2 separate regions of the Triticum aestivum genome follow, and region 2 is linked to region 1. A link is a contact called in public Hi-C data. All regions are on one chromosome and are shown on one strand. The core of a region is the stretch at or near the end of the contact, and the rest is flanking DNA. Distances in the headings are between cores, read along the strand shown. Region 1 holds the start of LOC123042065 (FCS-Like Zinc finger 2). Region 2 holds the start of LOC123042067 (histidine-rich glycoprotein).

Region 1 (2,877 bases), core at 292-2,791:
CAGGGTTCTACGGTCATCAGGCTTGCAACGGTGCAGACCCTACATGCCCACATACTAGTATTTCAATCAGACAACGGTTAGCTATTACTGTATGTGTGGTTGCAATGCAAATGAACTACTAGCACTAGAGTTTTTGTGCAACTTTTTAAATAGGATATAGGAATATGATTTCTGGTGAAAACATAACTTTTGTTTCTGCTCCATGCGTTTACTAACAGCACGTGAATTGGTCGTCAGAAAATGGAGTTAAATCCCTATCATCTTGATCTGGCGGAACAAGGAAAATCGTTAAATCATCTCATTAATAACAAAACAAAATAATGTGAATGCATAGCGAGTCACAAAATAATCTCGAGGAAAATCATTATAACAACATCAACACAAAGTGAAGTGAATGCTTAACGAATCTTTTTCATGTCCTTTTTCACCTTTTGCCGTAGCGTGCACTAACATAACTAAGTTGGAATCTTCCCAAAATCTTGTGCAAGTCCATCCCCTGTCTACATGATTAACAGGGGAATTTTAAACGGCCGTTTAATTCATAACGAAGCCACATCATCCTCTGTCTTCAGATTAACAGAGGAATTCTCATGTACATTTGGTTCGTAAAGAAGCCACTCCCTCCGATCCGACGACAATTATTATGGATGAAGGGAATACATAGTTTCGTTCAAGCAGCCTGCAACCATGCTCTACAAATACTAGATTTAGGTTTAGGCATAGTTTTATCGGACCGATGAACGCTCATCAGAGATCATAAATAAAACCCAGACAAGTCATGATCTTAATTTGGGCCAAATTTTGTGTTGAAATGAGGATTTCCAAATGGTTTGGATTTACATATGTTGCTGCACTTGCACCAGCCGCGGTTCACAAGCCTCAAACAAACAAACACACACACACACACACACACACACACACACACACACACACACACACACACAGGCAAAAGGAAGCCAGGAGAAGGACGCGTCCAGTGGGCGACCAAGATGGCCGGAGCCTCAGCAAATGAACTTTGATAGGTGCTACTACTTCACTGCTTCTCCGTCTCAGGCGAGAGATAGACCGGAGAGACCAGATCGGCGATTCTTCGGATCCCGTTGATTCAATGAAGCTCTACTCTACTGGGGTACGAGCTTTGCCGGCTAGCTCGCGACGGACACCTTCCCGGACTCTTGATGCCAGCGCCGGGCATCCGATCCCGACGAGAACCGCTGCTGCCTCCGGGCGGCCTGCCTAGAGCAGATAGCGTCGAGCTGCATCTGCTCGTCGCGACACTCCTCGCTGCAGAAGGGCGTGTCCCCTCTGTACATGAAGATGTCGCTGTCGTGCGCCAGCGGCTTGGCGCAGAGCGCGCACGCGTCCAGCGCGGGCATGCCGGGCTCGCCGAGTGGCTCCGCATCAAAGAAGAAGGAGCAAGCTGCTGAAGCCGCCATTGTGGGTGTGTGTGGAGGCGAGTTGCGAGCAAAGCTGAGCAGAGCTTGGCTTTGTGGTGCTGCTTTTGGTGTTGGGAGAGGGAGACAGAGGAAGAGGGGCGCGAGCGACTTGGGTGAAGCGGAGGGGAAGGCTCGGGTATATATGGTGCGTGCGGACGGATGGCGAAAGACAGGACTGTTCTCGAGCGTGTGGCTCTAGCCATAGAGCCAGTTCCCACAAGTTTATCCTTTTTATGCCAAAAATTATCCAAATTAGCTTCCTTTCGAGTAGAAAAACTGAAATAGAGGCTGGGTTTGAGTAGATTTTGTGGTGCGAATGGTCGTGATGGTGGACTAGCTCTGTTCTCTAGACTTCTTCTCTCTCTTATTTTCTGCTGTTATTCTCTAAACTTCTTCAAGGGTAAGTGTTAAATTTGACCCTCATTTGTCCGCGGATATGTCCAGGCATGTCTGCGAACAACGGGAATTGAATCCCATCTATTCGTCCCTAGAACAGTATCCACATTTCCCAACTCCAAATTTATGCAACTCATGTGACGTAGATCATTCGACAATAAATATTGCACACAACAATTCATCAGTTAAAAAAAAGCAAACAACCTAGCAATTCAAATATGATCCATGAAAAATATTTTAATGATTCAGGCATAGTAAATGAATCAAAGATTTGTTTCCTGTGCACTTTGAGTCTTTGCGCATGGTGGTGAGCCACTTCTTGGCATCATCATCCATGAGTTACTACCGGCCAACACGATTCTCGGCTACTAGTTCTTGGTGAATCTCGTGACCCTCATCGCCTTCTTCTCAATCTCAATGCTTCCATCACCCTCTTCCTCTCAAGCTCCATATGCTTTGACGCTTTCATCTTCTCCATCTACGTCTTCTCTCACTCAGTTATCAACATCTCTCTGGTGTGCACATGGGTACATCGGATACAACCAAAAATTTCACACACGTTTATTTTTACAAATGAGTTCTATTACTAAATATATAAATTATTATTTTGTTGCTTAGGAGATAAATACAACACAATCTTTTATTTATGTAGAATTAATAGAATCGTACTCCCTCGGTTTCTAAATATAAGTCTTTTTAGAGAATTCAATAGAAACTACATACGGATGTATATAGACATATTCTAGAGTATAGATTCACTCATTTTGTTTCATATGAAGTCCCTTATTAAAATCTCTAAAGAGAACTTATATTTAGGAAATGACGGAGTATAAGCCGCGTGCCAAGATGCGAGAGGGAGACACAGAAAAAAAATGTGCACGGCATATACAAATCCATGGAGGTGCGGCACCGGTGGCAATCCACACAAGCACATCATGTATAGACAGACAACCCGAAGCAACGTAGACCCAATTCAAGTGAGCCAACCCAGAGGCGAAAAATAAGACCGATTCCTTCCTTTTATACACCTGCTTGTCTTAGGCCC
Region 2 (2,879 bases), core at 7-2,506, 470 kb before region 1:
CACTCCGGAATCGGCGCTGCTACAGAAACAGTGAGCAAGAAGCTCTGAACCTTCGATGCATCACCACTCTGAACTCTGAACCTGACTATTATGTTCGGTTTTTCCTACATGCTAGTAGTATCATGCAGCCACACTTTCTCTGTCTCGTTGCACTTCCATTCAGGGTTCAGGAACGTGTACAAGAAAACACATATATTGATCAAAGTAACAACAAGATTTACATCTAGAGCGTTTGGTACGGAAAATCAATCCCATTCCACAAAAGCAGAACAAACAGCCAAGTTAATCTGGGGCGAGAAAGATGGAGAGGGAGCCCATGCATTGCATTGCATGCAACAATGGCTCGCACTCTCGTGGCTCTAAAGTTCTAACCTCGATCGGGACACACTATTTGTGAAAAAACCTCCATGTCCAGCCGCCCGTGGAACAACGGGACCCTCGATCAGGCGTGTACGTACGTACACCACTAGTATATGCAACCGGTCCCTAAACCCGTATGCTGGCGCGTGTAGTCGTAGACGTATGAGTACGTGTACGTATATGTCCGTCGTCCTGTACTGTACGTACGTGTGCCAGACTGAGGTCGCCGAAGATCGGGTGCGGTTTGATGGGAGCGTCACACGCGCAACGCGGGGCTCCTCGCGGCGAACCCGGCGTCGGCCCACGGGGCGGAGCCCACCATGGCCGTCCGCGGCTCCGGCGGCGGCTGATGCGGCTGGTGCTGGTGCTGGTGCTGACGGTGATGATGATGGTGGTGGTGGTGGTGGTGGTGGTGCCGGTGCTGCTCCTTCCGCGCCGCCGACACCGCGTGCGCCGCCGCGTGCTTCTTCCGCCGGTGCCTCGCCCTGTCCACCTCGATCTGCTGATGCCTGCACTCCTCGCTGCAGAACGGCGTGTCACCCCTGCACAACACACGTACGTAGTCACGTATCCAGAGTCCCAGACAAGATGGTCGCATAATCGCATTGCAGCTGGGACTGAACGCCTGGCCGATTGACGGACCTGTACATGAAGATGTCGCCGGAGAGGGACTTGCCGCAGAGGGAGCACTCCTCGAGGTAGTGGTGGCCGTGGCCGTCCGCCTCGTGGACGTAGTACAAGGGCGATGACGGCGGCTTCATCGTGCTCATGGCGCCGGCCCCCTTCATCATGCTGCCTGCGGCGGCGAACAGCCTTAGAATTGGGAGCAATGCCGCCTTGACATGGCACTAAATGTCAAGGAGGCTCGGCTGGCTTGCCGTCTTCCGGGGGGTGTGCACAAATAGGGCACGGCCCAGCTCCATTTTTAGCCTCCGACGAACGTTGAGAGGCTGCTAATTCACACCGGAGGAGAGCAGTGCCATGAATAGAAGCCAAAGGCAAGGAACCGGAGCTTTACATTTTTTTGTTTTTGGTCTGATGGAAACGGTCCTGAACGATCGATTCTGCACCAAGAACCACTCTCTGCATCGACCTTTGCACATGGTAAATCGCAGAGAAATGAATCGGATAATACTTCTCCATTGGTACAGTATTCTTACTCTTAACAGCCATTTGCTGTTTAGATTGTACAAGATGCTTCATAACTTGGGTTCGATAAACATGATCCATCATCCATGTGTTTACCACTGTATCCAGCGGACATGTGCTGAAATAGTCTGCACCCATTGACGCACTGCACTGGACTGAATACGGTCTTGCTTGGACCAATTCAGATGCAATATGATAGCAAGGAAATGACAGCACCTCCCATATTATTTGTTTTGTTTTCCTGCGAAGTTGCACCTAAATTATGCAACCCGTGTACATATGTCATCGGGGGTCATTGTCTTAACAGCGCGGAATGAGCACATCCCTCCCGCCCCCGTGGGAGAAAAAAGAGAGCACCAGCTCTTGTCGCCTTCGCAGGCGTCCTTTTAGCTCAGAGCACGACAAGAGCGTCCGTCGTCGTCGAAAGCGGCCCGCCATTAAAACCATTGTAAGCAAGCACCCGGTTTACCGTTCAAATCTCTCGTCTTCGCCGTCGTCGTCCTCATCCTCCTCCTTGAAGAAAACAACACTCCAGGCCAGTCCAACGCCGAGACATTAACCTCTGGCACAGTGACACGCCGTAGCATCTGGTTCACGGCGACCAACGCCGAGACATTAACCGGTGCCACAGCAACACGCCGTGATAGAATCTCGTCCACCGTAACCAACAGCTGCTAGAACGGTCATGGAACTTTTCTAGCGTCACATGGCGGCGACTAGACGGAGCTTCGATCGCAGAGCACCACGGCGTGCGCATGGGTGCGATCCGGCCACGTGCGGGGCTCCGGCCGGTGCCCCCCGAACCACCGGCACCCGAGATGCCTTTGGCGAGCCGGTTCCTCCCGGCCGAAGGCAAAACGACCCGACGCCTCGTGCGTCATGGCCTCCGTTCGTAGGTGGCCGTAACGTGGCGAGGGAATCCGAGAGCTTTCCCCCTAATGAAGCCTTGAATAAGCTTGTTTAAGGCCTAGATTTGCCTAAACGATTCTCCGCTGCACATGCACTCCAGTGCAGGTAAGGTGAAATCTACGGGCTTCATGAGATAGATTTGTTGTTGCTACGTTTTTTTGAGTACCTAAAACTCATCTAAATGAGATATAATTTGGTCTCATTCACTTTAAAAACAAGAATAAATACAACCCACGTCAGCACACACGCATCTTATAGCATCACATCCAATGGCTATAAAAGGTGAATGAGACCAAATTATATCTCATCTAGATGAGTTCTAGCAAAACTGCGTTTTTTATCAAAAAACGTCGGGTACTTCGTACTAGGGCCAGCGTGCTTTGTACTCCCTCTGTCCGAGAATACTTGTCATCAAAATGGACAAAAAGAGATGTATCTCAAACTAAAATACATCTAGATAC

The links. Hi-C and Micro-C count contacts between places; a contact is called where the count stands out from the background.
Region 2: a contact with region 1 is called in a Hi-C map of leaf, with 4 times the contacts expected there. The contact joins the promoter of LOC123042067 here to the promoter of LOC123042065 in region 1. A contact is called at or near these places in 2 of 5 Hi-C or Micro-C datasets (both in leaf).

What each region holds. Positions count from the first base shown.
Region 1 is chr2B:681,235,408-681,238,284 of IWGSC CS RefSeq v2.1, reverse strand. LOC123042065 (FCS-Like Zinc finger 2) reads right to left here and starts at 1,541. Exons shown (of 1, transcript XM_044464591.1): 1 at 780-1,541. The coding sequence starts at 1,436. The coding sequence ends at 1,146.
Region 2 is chr2B:681,700,191-681,703,069 of IWGSC CS RefSeq v2.1, reverse strand. LOC123042067 (histidine-rich glycoprotein) reads right to left here and starts at 1,256. Exons shown (of 2, transcript XM_044464592.1): 1 at 1,003-1,256; 2 at 178-902. The coding sequence starts at 1,151. The coding sequence ends at 617.